Regions from separate parts of the Danio rerio genome. Here all the other regions are linked to region 5. A link is a contact called in public Hi-C, HiChIP or PLAC-seq and Micro-C data. All regions are on one chromosome and are shown on one strand. Each heading gives the region's core, a stretch centred on a gene start, on an enhancer-like site or on the middle of the called end of the contact. The rest is flanking DNA. Distances are from core to core; before and after follow the strand shown.

Region 1 (2,700 bases), core at 3-2,502, 150 kb before region 5:
AAGAATTATGTGTGAAGTGAGGTGACAGCCCACCCAAAAAACACCCTTTCAAGAAACCCCAAAGAAATAAGAAAATCTCAACTGACCCTTCATTACACGGTCCATGCTTGATTGTTCTTACGTGTTAATCCTTTTTTCTTTAATAATCCTTAACAAATGACCGAAATGCATCTAAAATGTTGAGAATAATTCCAAGACCCATTAGATGAACATCGAGAACATGACAAAGAACAAAACAGATGTTCACGTTGATCTCAAGAGAAATCAACAGAACTGCTGGCGGGAAACTTGGTTTACAGCAAATCTGGACAATTCTGAACACTTTACAGGACAGCATGAATCAGTCAGTTATGTAATGACAGATATAACAGCAAGTGTCTAACATTAACGTATCCAGTACACACAGTATACCTTTCTTATGGCATGGTTAACGTTTGTTGGAGCTGAATACGTTCAATTTCAGAAAAGTGATGTATGCATCACACTACTAAAGTGCTTATGTTGAGGAAAATATGAAACAGAAGTCAAGTTTGTTTTGTTTGCCGCAAACTATTTACAGTTAGAGCTTGTAAACAACATTCTCAGTGTGTATATTTTCCATTGTTTAACTTAGCAATTATGATATAAAACGCACGTTCACTTTCATTTACACGCACAAAGAGACTCTGGACACGCTGGATTAAACATATGTCTCCCTTGCAAACACTTCTAATAAATCAAGCATCACCTGTGTGTAAGTTACATGTAAACAATGTCAATAGCTGCCGGACGCTAACGTTAGCTAACAAAAGACCAGCCAAAACAAGTCGAGCAGTGAAGAACGTAAAAACTTTTTACCTGAAGCGAACAGTCGTCAAGTTCAGTTAGGCATTATAATAAAGCGTTTTCATGCAGTCAATGGTGGCAATAAAAGCAGTGGCATTTTGAGGCTGATCTTCAACGTTTGTGTAGCATCTCGAGAGCTAAACGAGTAGCGGGTTGGTGGCTAACAGGCTAACCATAACCCGAATAACGGAGGGATGTCGCGTTTCTCTTTTAACTATGAAGAAACTAACGCATCAAAGGCCAACGGACGGGCATAATAGCATAACATAACGTCAACTGCAAAATGCCTTCAGCATGTGAAAGACGCAAAGAAGTAGCCAGCTATCATTGCACTTTCGCCTACCCGTAACTCCTCAATATCCGCCATTTTCTGGCTGCGCTCATCCTGGCTAGTCCGGAGATGTCGAGTCACGTGACACAGGCTGGTTAAAGGGGTCACGTCGTTCATTTGTGCATTTTTATTTTCTTCTGAGGTTCCCTGATTTGCTTTTCCCCTTACCCATATTTTGGGAATAGTTTCCGTTATTCAGTAATCAACCACAGAATCCTTCGCTGTGAACGAAATTATAATTATTTTTCCACAAGGAGGAGATCATTTAGCCATCGAAAAGTAAAATCCTGTTAATCAGTTCAAATTGTTTATAAACATTTTAGTTCAATGTTATGTTTGTTAATTAGTCTTTTTGGGTGGCAATGTTATCTGCAATAATCTAATCCTAAATATCGCAGATATATTGGAAGCGTTTTTACTTGCATTGTGTGATTCCTGTACTCTCTTTCGCCACTAGAAATGTGTTTTGAAACTGTTTTTCTGAGAGTATGTCCTCATGTAAGCTCTAATGTGATTCCAACAAACCTTTTAGCACCAAGGCAAATAAGATGAAGTAAAAAAGCTGTACAGCATAGATGGGTCTCAAACTCAGTTCTTGGAGGGTCGCCTGCAGCTCTGCACAGTTTTGCTCCAACCATAATCAAACATGGCTTATTCAACTAATTAAGGTATTCAAGACTACTAGAGAGGTGTGAGTTGGAGGTGGTTGAAACTAAACTATGCAGAGCTGTGGCTCTCCAGGAATTAAGTTTGAGACCATTTAGTTTATGCTAGTGGTGTTCCACCAGGGGGCAGCAAAATTCTAAGGGGGCCTCATTCATTCATTCATTCATTCATTTTCTTCTTGGCTTTTAGTCCCTTTATTAATCAAGGGTCACCACAGTGGAATAAACCGCCAAATTATCCAGCATATGTTTTACACAGCGGAAACACCCATACACACTGACATTCCCACCCACACAAACACTATGGCCAATTTAGTTCATTCAATACACCTATAGCATGTCTTTGGACAGTGGGGGAAAGGAGAGCACCCAGTGTAAAACCACACGAACATGGGGAGAACATGCAAACTCCACACAGAATTGCCATCTGACCCAGCTGAGGCTCGAACCAGCGACATTCTTGCTGTGAGGAGACAGTGCTAACCACTGAGCCACCGTGTCACTCTAAGGGAGCCTTGAGAATTTAAAATGGTTAAATAAAAACTTTTTTATAATCCACACATTAACAACTGTTTATGTTGTCTTTGTAGATGTTGGAAATCATTAAAAATATCTAAAATATATATATTATGTTTTAGTATACAGCTTATGATTATAGTAGTGTATAGTTGTATACACTATATACATAACTATACCAAGCCCCATTTAACTGATTAACATGTTAAACAACTGAAAGTCATCCAAATGTTGTAAATGAAGTCTTGGAGCCAAAACTTTGAGAACCATTAAGGAACTGTAATGAATTTTGTCTCACGATTAAGTGTTTTTATAGTGTGAACATACCAATTTAGCTTTTCAGGATGACAGTTACAGTCTGTT
Region 2 (2,700 bases), core at 32-2,531, 190 kb after region 5:
CTTTTAGAACAAAGGAGCACAAACAAATATTACTAACTTTATTACAATGAAATTGTAAGGACATGATATTGGTGATGCAAACCATTCTTTTTTTTTTTGTGATGATATAGATCAACCAAGCATCAGCATCACCATGGGTATTTTAGTCAGTGCTTACACAGATACAACAGTGGTGTTTGTGTGGAACTCTATATATGTATGGATCTAACAACAACAAATGTATGTGTATAAAACTAAATAAATTAGAAATAATTTTATACGGTAAGATTAAAAAAATCATCATAAACTGCTAATCCTTGTAACTATTGAAACATAAGCTATTGTCATACAGTATCTGCGTTTGTGCACATTTTCTTCTGTTTTTCTGCGGTGCCTACAGAACTACTGCCCCAAATTAACAGGCACTTCAGTCACATATTGTCTTCAGTGTCTGTTGTGCATCACTTTCTGTGTTTTTCTGCTGTTGTAATGTACTGAAACTGATGTAAGCTCCTGAAAGCACTGAACAGCTGGCAGAAGTGTGGAGAAAGCGGTTTCCTGACCATTTTTGTGTTTTTGTTTGCATTTTTCACTTTTGTTTTGCACTGCTGCTCTTTGCCAGTCAGTCACTGTTACTTGAACAGTCAGATGAGAGTCTGGTTCTGTTCACTTCAGTTCATCACTGCTCTTGTGTTTGACAAGGTGAACTTAATGAGAAACGTATCACTGTATCATTTTTTAAAATATTTTTCTATAACTAACTTTAAAGTTCACATTATCAGAGTTTGGCCTTGGATGTATATGAAATATTGCTTTATTTTGGAACATTGATTTTGAGATTATTATTTTCATGTAAAAGTAGCAAATACTTTTTATACGCACTTGAGAAATATGTACCTTTGACTTTATGTCCACAAAATATGATTGAAATAAAAAAAAAATAGATCAGTACTTTGCAATCGTGATCAGTGTTTTGTTGCTATGTTTATTTTATTGTTATTCTACTTGAATGTGCATATTAACAAAGCATTTTTGTTGTTTTAGTAGGATTTTGATTTGTGTGTTGGTGTAATTTTTTTCATTGTATATAGGACATTTAAATGATATAATTATATATATATTTAATTGTGTTTTTTTATTAGCCACAATTAATACGTTTGAATATTAATATTAACGTTTCTTATTTCACTTTAATTTAGTAAAATGCTTACAGTGTTAATTAACAAAATGGGCTAGTTAATTAAATTAAATAGATACTACCTAAATATTATGAAAAATGTAGTCTCGGTATGTAGTTCGGCAGGTTTTGGGACACAACCCGAGTACTGGGATGCCACATCCACTGCTGTTCCCGTCACGTCTGGACTGGTCGCCATATTAAACCTGACGGAATCGGCGACGGTCCGCGGTAGGGATCGCGAGGGGGCCCTTTCCAAAACAAATCCCGATATACACCTTCGTTTTCCCTTTTCGCCCTGGAAATCATTTATGCATCGGACTGAATAAGGCAGTGTGTTCTCAGACAGGGGTTGTCTGGGACGGAGGTTTTGTTTTAGTGTGTTTGAGAGAGAGAGAGATGAGTACTTTGACCCAGCGGAGCTCCGGCCTGGTGCAAAGACGCACCGAGGCTTCGCGCAGCGCTGCGGCCGCAGACAGAGAGCGCGGATCCGGTGACGAGGATTACGAGCCTCGTCGCGGAGAAGAGCCGGAGGACGATGACAGCGGCGACTCCAAAGAAACCAGACTCACCTTGATGGAGGAAGTGCTGCTGTTGGGCTTGAAAGACCGAGAGGTTATTGTGGTTTTGCTTTATTTTCTCAGTTGTTGTTTCTATAGTCGATGCTTAACGTTAGCATATTATCTCTCACCATCACCCACAGTTGTCGCTCATTTCGATGCTTATAAATTAGCTCTTTCAAAAATAGAAGAAGCTGAATTCTTAAATTTTGATGATTATTATATTTTGTTTATATATTGGTGACGTTTTGAGATAAAATCAAGCCACATGTTTTCGGTAATGCAATAGCATTTAGCTTGACTTGCACTGCAGCTCCAAGTTCTCTCTTTGACCCTCAAGACTCTCAAAACAAAACGTAGTTCAGTGAACAGAGTTTAAAAAACTGAACGATACCTTTAAATGTCTTAATATTACATATATTGTTTCATGTACCATATGGTAACCAGATTGGCATACACTGATATTGGCATATGAAAGTTACATAAAGCTAATTTTCGTCGCTGTCTACACAATGAGTTTGATGCCGTTTGTGTATTGCATTTTGGTAGATACAATGTTGTTCAAGACGCATGATGTAGGCCATTATCCTTACACCCACGTTCACATTCGTATGAAGCATGTAGATCCAGATACAGCCTGTATAGTCAAAACAATATTTGTTTAGGAACAAGTCCAGCGTAATCTTTATTACAGTGTGTCTTATTAAGGGTCAGATCATCCAGAACCAAGTGAAAATTAAAATGTACTATTTACTGACCCTCAAGCCACCCAAGATGTAGGTGACTTTGTTTCTTCAGTATATCCTAAAAGAACATTTTACTGAAAACCAGTGACATTGGGTATTTGTAAAATGCAAGTAAACAAAATTAATAGCAGAGGCTTCTGGTGACACATTGAGATTTTAAAAGATCACACAGAAATGAAAGTTATGTTAAAAACAAGTCCTTGTGCCATTCAATTTTGCCTGAGACATTTGTACATCT
Region 3 (2,700 bases), core at 115-2,614, 140 kb after region 5:
CATTCAGATTTCAAATGTAATTTTTACAGTTACACTAATTGTAGTGTGTATTAGATTTTTTTCTGACATACACTCACCGGCCACTTTATTAGGTACACCATACTACTACCGGGTTGGACCCCCTTTTGCCTTCAGAACTGAAGGTACTAAAAACTAAAAATAGTAGAGGGAGTGCCTTGGATGGATTCCTGTTGTTGTTTCGATGAATCCCTTACCCATAGAGCGCCGACCAAATATTTGAGTTACCCCTGAGCGCTTATTGTTTGTTTTTCTGGATTAAGGTACTGGAAATATTCCTCAGCAATTTTGGTCTATATTGACATGATAGCATCACACAGTTGCTGCAGATTTGTCGGCTGCACATCCATGTTGCAAATATCCCATTTAACCACATCTACGCCACAGGTGCTCTATTCACCTTTTCTCTGTGTACGAGTGGGCGCAGCCATTTGAATCTTTTTGGCTTAAGACTTACGATCTCATTTACTTCCATTTATTTGTAGCGTTATGCTGCTTGATTTCACAAACTGATATTTTCTTGTTATATTATTCTGCTTTGTCTGTATAGTCATGCAAACACTTGTTTGTAGAGCAAATAGTTTGACCGTTTTCTGCCGTTTAATATTCCTAGTCATTTCTCCCATAGGCAACTGAATCAGAAGCTCAAAAACAATCACAAAAACGAGTGCACTTCCACATTGAAGAATAAGGTCAATTGGATTGAGTTCTGGTGACTGTAGAGGCCATTTGAAGCCATGTTCAAGAAACCATTACCCTTTTCACGTTTATTTATTTTCTTGTTGTTTTCAGGGAGGTATTTTTAACTGACTTTTTCCTAATGATCTACTTCTATTCATCGAACACATCTGCAAAATGACCATGAGAATGATTTCTAAATAAATAATAGAAATCAATCCTGTAATTTAAAAGCTTTTACTGGATCACAGGCAGCTGATTTTTATTAGGGTGTGTGTGGCCCAGTAAATGGGGTCTAGCAATGTCCCTGACTGAAAACAACTAAAGACTACACTACAAAGACATCACAAAGTATGTCCTCTACAGGTTTTTTTATGTATACTTCTGTTGCAGCAGTGGACTTGTGCCATAATGTTCTCATAGGCCATGGAAAATACATTGAAATATCTGTCCACTGGATGATGGGACCCTCCAATCAGACTCAAGTATTCCAGAAAGCCTTGTAATAATGGCTGACACATTCCAGTACCCCTAGGCACATTTAAACACTACTGACTACCCAAACAACTCATCTGAGGCTGAAACTAAATCCTGGCAAACGGCTCTCCTTGTGAACAATAAGTGTTGGCCCAGGGCAGGCAGATTTACGAGGCGGTGTGGACAGTGGGGTCGAGGGCACCTCCAGCTAACCTCGGGGACGTTCTGCTCAGCGGGGTTCTGAAACCAGCGCGAGGAGCTGTATAAACCCCAGCTGAGAGGAGAGAAGTTATCAACAAGCCCACTACATTCCTCTCTGGTCTCCAGCCAACATGAACAGCCATGTCTGCATCTACGCTCAGTGCTATCAATAAAACAACTGATATGAAATATATGCATAAGCTGTACTCCAGACAGAGCCCGAGCATAATACTGCCTATTTGATGAGGACACAAAACAGACTTGAGTCAGGTTTTTGAATTTACAGTTAACAACAACACAGTAAAACCTTATTTTTCTTGAACTTTACAGAGGTTTTATTTCACTGAAGGATTTGCTACTCCAAAATGTGAGTAGTAACAGATCTTTAAGTATTTTCAGATGAGCAATTCACATAAATATCTGTAAGACTATTCTGAGGGTTTTAGATGTTCTGCTGTCTATAAGGGCGTTCTAACTTAGTCTGAATTAAATAGAATTTTGTTTTGATTGCTTTGTTTGTGCAGTTCATTTGAATAAACAAGCAGCCAGAGCACCCACTTTTCCGTAAGTTGCGATCTGCTTGTTTGGTGCACATCAAGGTTTGCATTCCTACGGTGGCCGAGAGAGTTTAACACGCTGCTATTTAGGAAAGCACAAGCAATTATAAGAAAAAACTAGCAGATAAAGAAACGATCTTCATAAAGTTGACAGCACACGTGTTGCAAATTCTCACAACACAATAAACCAAAGAAACACGGAGCAATTGGTCACAACACAAACAACTGAAGAAACGTGCAGCAATTAGTCACTACACTTGTAAATATCCACCTAAACCAAAAGAAATGTTTCAAGGGGACCCAAAACCATGATCATTTCTTTATTTGCTGGTGATTTTTGTAATTGCATGTGATTTCTTAAATTGTAGAGCGTTAAGCTCTCTCGGCCACTGTAGATTACAGCATTTAAAGTGAGTAATTGATCTCTGGTGTGGTTTGTCTGAAATATAAACATAAAACCTGTACAACAGTCATGTAAATAAAGCAGGACATGATTGTAACAACATGAACACACAACTGAAAAGTACATTTATTACAGTCTATAATTATTTTTTTATGAGTTTTTTAATCAAGTATATTAATAAATAGTCACCTTGGAAGGTTTGATTTGCGTTCTGAATGATTTTGAGATCTTGAGCTTTAAAGTTTTTGCATTCCATAGCAAACAGTAAATAAATAGTCTTAAAATGTAAACAACTTATAAAAAAAAAAACATTCCATAATGTAAATTAGTTTTCATGTAATAAGAATATGTCAAAAACGCAATTTT
Region 4 (2,700 bases), core at 200-2,699, 150 kb after region 5:
ATATATATATATATATATATATTATTTCCTGCATAGAGAATAACTATGCGACCACCTCTATTAAAATGTTGTACCACCTCAGCCTTTTGACAAAGACCCTGAGGGATGCTCAAGCACTGGTCATGTATTTAATTACATTTAATTTTAGCATATTCAAATCATATCTTTTATTTGACAAGGTTACAAGAATAATGCAATATGTGTTTGTTAAAGTAGCAACAAAATCATGTTCAGGATACCACCTCAGCCTAACTCTGAGCCAAGAAAATCCTGAGGACAGATTAAATATGCATCAAAATTTTAGCCATAGGTCTGTAGATGATGCTTGCTGTGATGTCTGGGGCTGAGAAAAAAATCATAGTATTTTGATCAGAATATCTTGTTTTGCTAGTAACAAAACAAAACAAAAAAAAAAAAAAAAAAGGAAAAAGAAAATCACGCTAGTTTAGTTTCACTTGAGTGGAAGTAATGGGTAAGGAAATTCTCATTTTTGGGTGAACTATCCCTTTAAATTTAGTTTAACCCATGTTTGTTTTTTTACTTGTAAAGTGTTGATAATGATCGATTTGCATGTTATAAATCATGAATGATCACTTATTTCCAGCTAATAATCTTAGATATTCTAACTGCTAAAAGACACTTACATATGTTGTACAACCTGAAGGTGAACCCTCCCTTTAAACTAAATAATAAAAGTTTTTGTTTGAATCATCTCAAAATATTATATTAAGTTACCTACAAATACTCACAGAACAGGTGTCACAAAAGGCTGCTGTGACCATTACTTTTAGTTACTGACAACAATAGTGTACATACAAACAATCCACTGTAGTAGGGTAAAAACGGTTTGCCAGGGACACTATCAAATATATTCATAAGAAATCAAAGATTTTATTAATTTAGATTCCAGGTTCTTCCTTAATATTGTCGGAACACTGGTTTATTACAAGCTGTGATAATTTTCTAGCCACATTTCCCAGCTGTAACATACAGCAGATATATAACGTTAGATATTTATTTTTAAGTCCTGCATTTATAAGAGCTAGCAGATGCGCAGCCAATAAAGAAATACTAGATGAGTGTCATGTTGGTAAAAAAGATGCAACATGAGACATCACTGAGGTTTCCCCGATCTAACCCCACAGACGAGACTGGACAACATTTAAGTGCTTAATTGTTAGGTTAACAAGACTGACTCAAATCAAACCCCGGGCTGACCGGGGCCTCTGCATCCTCTAAAACTAAGATGGAAAAATATAGGCCCTAAATAACACCTCACTAAGAAACGCGTTAACAGTATAACTCTCGTTTAATGCAATTATTCGTGGCTGTGCACTCGTTTAAGGAGTGCATTTCTAAAACAAGTTTAACATGAATTGAACGTGACTTACATGTAAGGTTGAGCAGTGGTCTACAACAGTCAGTCACGCTTAGCGGCGGGAAGTCGAGGAATCGAGGACCAACCATATGGCTAATAACATCTCAGAGAGCATTGTGGGAGATGTAGTTTTGCATCAATGACGGCATTGCGTCGGATTTTTACGGTGTATAAAAATTGTGAACCTAATGTTCTTATCTAATTTAAACAGATCTTGTTTGATACAGACTCGTTTTCACGCTTGTGTTTATCATATTTATTGAACATAATTATAAGTGTTTATTTAAGTATTTCTAAAATGATCGGTTAAGTAGTAAAGTTTTGAATGAAGTTCAATAATAACACACAACGGGAACAATAAAAAAAGTTGTTTTTTTAATAAATCTAAATCCAAAATAAAAAACCAAGGGGACAGATGTCAAGAGGACAGATCACACAAAAATTTAAAATTGCATTTCATTTTCTTACCTCAGACCATCCAGGGCATATTTGGTTCCTACACAAAATTAACCACGGCTTTATAATAGTAAAATTGTAGCCTAACAGTTTTATTTAGCATACCATCACTGATTGTAGCATGGTAAATTTATGAATAATCAACACTAACATCATTTGAGTTCCTTAATTGAGTCTTAATAGTTTCACATATAGTTTTAGGTGTGAGTATATGTGTCTAACATGATCACATCGGCAGGTCTATTACTCCTTTTTGTAAAAAAAAAAAACATCCAAAAAAATATTTGTTTGTTTGACTGACCTTTCAAAATGACTTTGGACAAAACTACATTTCCCATCCCTGGCGGCAGACACTGCTCATGCGCAGCAAACGCCATATCCTGGTACGACCTTCTCATATAAAAAGGCAGGCATACGAGTCAGAGTTCGTTAGAGAATAGGAAACCAATGATTCCCATATGTCCAGTAGTCTCCTTCACCTATGGTGAGTATAATCTAAATTTTAAAAGCGTGTCGAAACATTTCATGGGTTTTAGACAAGAGAAGATGTGATTAGGATCATGTTGCGGGTGTGCGGGAGTCGTCACGGTGTAATCCGTCGTGGTGTCCTGCGTGTTTTCTTCCACTGCATGATACGGCTCTTCATCATGGTTGCCACCGCGCACAGCCGCTAACCCTCCGCCAATCTGTCTTTTTGCAGTGCCCAGCCGGCTAGGTGAAGATGCCAAAATGGCCACCGGCAACTACTTTGGATTTACCCATGGTGCTGGGGCCCAGTACAGGTAAGGGCCGTGATGTTTAATGGGGACTGCAGTGCTGGTGGTGGTACAGTAATGGTGGGATTTGGCCCCGATGCCTTTGTTGCT
Region 5 (2,700 bases), core at 4-2,503:
ACCACGCCACTGCATTGCCCTAATTTGATTGCTGATTTATAGAAAGTAAGGTAGTTGTAATTTTGTAAGGTTATTCAGAACAAGATGTTATTTTGTGCTTTAACTGAAGCAGATTTAGTTTACTAACTTCATCTATGTTAAGCTTATCTGGCACAATCTACATTGTAATAAGCGCTATAGAAATAAAGATGAATTGAATTTATAAGAACTAATATATCGCAAGCTAATAATATGAATGCTAACAAGTCATAAACATGCGTTCCTTAATCTAAAGGGTTAATAACTAAATAAATAAAGTTAATAAAAAGATTCTCCTTCTATATCAACCACCAAAACAACAACAAACAAACAAACAGGGGGAGGGGAGGGTCAAAAATGTTGACTTGTTCACTCATTTAGTCCACAATACAGATACGTATGATTTTAGATCATCTAAAGTATGTATGATTGCTTTTGTTACTGTGAAGTGTGATGTTTCTGATGTAATTCTGATGTAATTAAACTGTGATTCAGTAATATCTTGCTGCATATGTCCACAGTTGGCGTTTGATGAATTGCATCTGGTGCAAAATACTATGGCCAGATTTCTAACGTGAAAATGAAGCATGGGTTTCACACTTCTTTGCTGGATGTCTTTGAAAATATGTATGACGTATATGGCCTTAGTCATACTTGCCCACTAATACACATCTGTGGCCTTTAGTTTACATATTCCCCCTTGATATCAGACTCATCTTGCAGTAAACTTTCTTTTAGGCTTCAAGAGCCTTGTCAATAACTCCAATTTTGTGAAGTTTCTAGTTTTTCTCTGTTTCTAGTTTGCTCTTTTGTTGCTCATTTTAAAATTTAAACTTTGTATTTTGCAGCTTTTATTGCTAATTAAACAGATGCTTTCCTTTTATTGTTGGGTTAATGTTTGTTGCATTGAATAGTATGCAATCGCATAATTAATAATTAACAGAAATGTCATATTGCACAACTCTGCATCAGGACGTTTTTGTTTTAAATGTGTTTCATAGTTTAATAATTACAAAATCACGTAATATTATATGAGCATCACTAATTAGCTGAAAGCGTGATGTGAGGACTGTACCTTGACCGCTTGATCCAAACTGAAGTTGCTGACTGTCATGGTTTGCAGCACTGTCGCTTTAAGGAGGGGGCGGGAAGCGCAGTAATGACGCAGGAATAATAATGAAAGGATGCTTGAAAATTCCTCCTAGACTGCAGCATGTGTGGTGACCAGCCGAGCCGCACACTTCACACATCCTAACAAGAGTAATTACACAGGCAAGCGGAGAGTTAGACAGAGACCCAGAGAAGACTCCAAACAGGGGAAGAGAAAGAGAGAGAGAGAAGGGCTCTGGACACACTTGCAGGAGAGAGACACACACGACACAACTCACTCATAAACTGAAAGAGTGGGATTGTACCACACTAAGTTCAATTAAGGATACGTCTTAATTTATATAGCAATCAACTTTGGAGAGAAGGCAAAAGAGAGAGAGGGAGAGAGAGAAACTTTCAACAGCTTTGACAGAAAAAGACAAACTGTCAGTTACTTCGTTCATTGGTGTTAAAGATGTCATGTTTCATGCCACTCTGTCTGTCCATTTGGGCAGTGCTCATGGTGCCTGGCAGGACAAGTGCACTGAATGACAACATCGAAGTGATGGTCATGTTGCCTCGCAACAACACATACCTGTTCTCGTACACGAGAGTTTTTCCGGCTATTGAGTACGCGAAAAAAGCCCTCAGAGAAGCAGACGCGTATGCGGGACTGAGATTCAATGTGCGCTTTGAGAACTCCGCGTGCGGGATGGACGCTCTCTACGCGCTCGTGGACCGGCAGAAAGACGAGCGTCCCGACCTGGTCCTCGGTCCGGTGTGCGAGTACGCGGCTTCGTCGGTCACGAGGGTGGCATCGCACTGGAACATCCCGGTGATCTCGGCAGGTGCTCTGGCCACCGGCTTCAACAGCAAAACCCCCGAGTACTCTCATCTGACACGAATCGCACCAACATACCTGAAGATGGCTGAGACCTTTCAGGCGATATTCGGACATTTCGGCTGGAGAACCGCGTATTTGATTTACGACGATGATAAAGATGAGAGAAACTGTTACTTTACGATGGAGGGAGTTTTTACGGTGCTCTCTGAGTACCACATCTCAACAGATTTTGCCGTGTTGAACTCCAACGAGGAGAGAGTAGACCCCGACGGGATCATCACCTCCGTCTACGGGAGCGAAGGTAAAGTCCGTCATTAGTTCCCGTGTCATGGCAAGCCGCATTAACATTTATTTCTTACGAACCTTTTTGTTCAGTTACTTTTTTGATAGATATTCGCATTTAACACTGGTAACCTTACTGTATGTAGACTATTAAATAGGTTACTTAGTTGTACATAATAATTATATTGCATGTTTTGTACAATAAATTATTTGGAGATGCAAGATCTGTTTGATATCAACCACTTCATACAATCAAACAGCTTCATACAGCGGTTGCTGGAACCTCTTAGTTTTAAAAGTGTTGACTATTCAGATTTGTTTCTATCCCATATAGTCTGAATATTAGTTCAAATAAATCAAATGAAATGGCTTGCCATAAAAAATAAAAAAAAAGTTTATTTTGGTATTTGTTAAAAAAACAATCTGGCAGATAATCTTCTTTCTAGTAGGTGTTTATCTTCACAAGT

The links. A called contact is a pair of places that touch in the nucleus more often than the background predicts. HiChIP or PLAC-seq counts read pairs in DNA pulled down with a chosen protein or histone mark.
Region 1: a contact with region 5 is called in a Micro-C map of caudal fin, with 9 times the contacts expected there. The contact joins the promoter of pias2 here to the promoter of npr3 in region 5. A contact is called at or near these places in 8 of 18 Hi-C or Micro-C datasets (caudal fin, embryo, fibroblasts and 2 more) and 3 of 4 datasets of contacts at active chromatin or transcription factors (caudal fin, embryo and gastrula embryo).
Region 2: a contact with region 5 is called in a Micro-C map of caudal fin, with 11 times the contacts expected there. The contact joins the promoter of golph3a here to the promoter of npr3 in region 5. A contact is called at or near these places in 2 of 18 Hi-C or Micro-C datasets (caudal fin and an unstated tissue) and 1 of 4 datasets of contacts at active chromatin or transcription factors (embryo).
Region 3: a contact with region 5 is called in a Hi-C map of hematopoietic stem cells, with 6 times the contacts expected there. The contact joins the enhancer-like site here to the promoter of npr3 in region 5. A contact is called at or near these places in 11 of 18 Hi-C or Micro-C datasets (caudal fin, embryo, fibroblasts and 4 more) and 3 of 4 datasets of contacts at active chromatin or transcription factors (caudal fin, embryo and gastrula embryo).
Region 4: a contact with region 5 is called in an H3K4me3 HiChIP or PLAC-seq map of gastrula embryo, with 4 times the contacts expected there. The contact joins the promoter of sub1b here to the promoter of npr3 in region 5. A contact is called at or near these places in 10 of 18 Hi-C or Micro-C datasets (caudal fin, embryo, fibroblasts and 4 more) and 3 of 4 datasets of contacts at active chromatin or transcription factors (caudal fin, embryo and gastrula embryo).

Annotation. Positions count from the first base shown.
Region 1 is chr5:42,368,304-42,371,003 of GRCz12tu, reverse strand. pias2 (protein inhibitor of activated STAT, 2) reads right to left here and starts at 1,252. Exons shown (of 15, transcript NM_001326481.1): 1 at 1,169-1,252. The coding sequence starts at 1,192.
Region 2 is chr5:42,021,915-42,024,614 of GRCz12tu, reverse strand. It overlaps golph3a (golgi phosphoprotein 3a), which reads left to right and starts at 1,281. Exons shown (of 3, transcript NM_001006105.1): 1 at 1,281-1,771. The coding sequence starts at 1,556. It also overlaps a transcript of mtmr12 not described here.
Region 3 is chr5:42,079,330-42,082,029 of GRCz12tu, reverse strand. No RefSeq gene overlaps it. Among named protein-coding and RNA genes, the nearest start is that of sub1b, 17 kb to the right of the region's middle. Within about 2 kb of position 1,364, at least 10 of the 62 cell types and tissues checked have an H3K27ac peak or open chromatin away from gene starts, as enhancers often do.
Region 4 is chr5:42,062,708-42,065,407 of GRCz12tu, reverse strand. sub1b (SUB1 regulator of transcription b) reads right to left here and starts at 1,449. Exons shown (of 5, transcript NM_001002505.1): 1 at 1,392-1,449. It overlaps zfr (zinc finger RNA binding protein), which reads left to right and starts at 2,240. Exons shown (of 20, transcript NM_199558.2): 1 at 2,240-2,318; 2 at 2,535-2,616. The coding sequence starts at 2,282.
Region 5 is chr5:42,214,239-42,216,938 of GRCz12tu, reverse strand. npr3 (natriuretic peptide receptor 3) reads left to right here and starts at 1,253. Exons shown (of 8, transcript NM_001102673.2): 1 at 1,253-2,252. The coding sequence starts at 1,583. It also overlaps a transcript of arid3c not described here.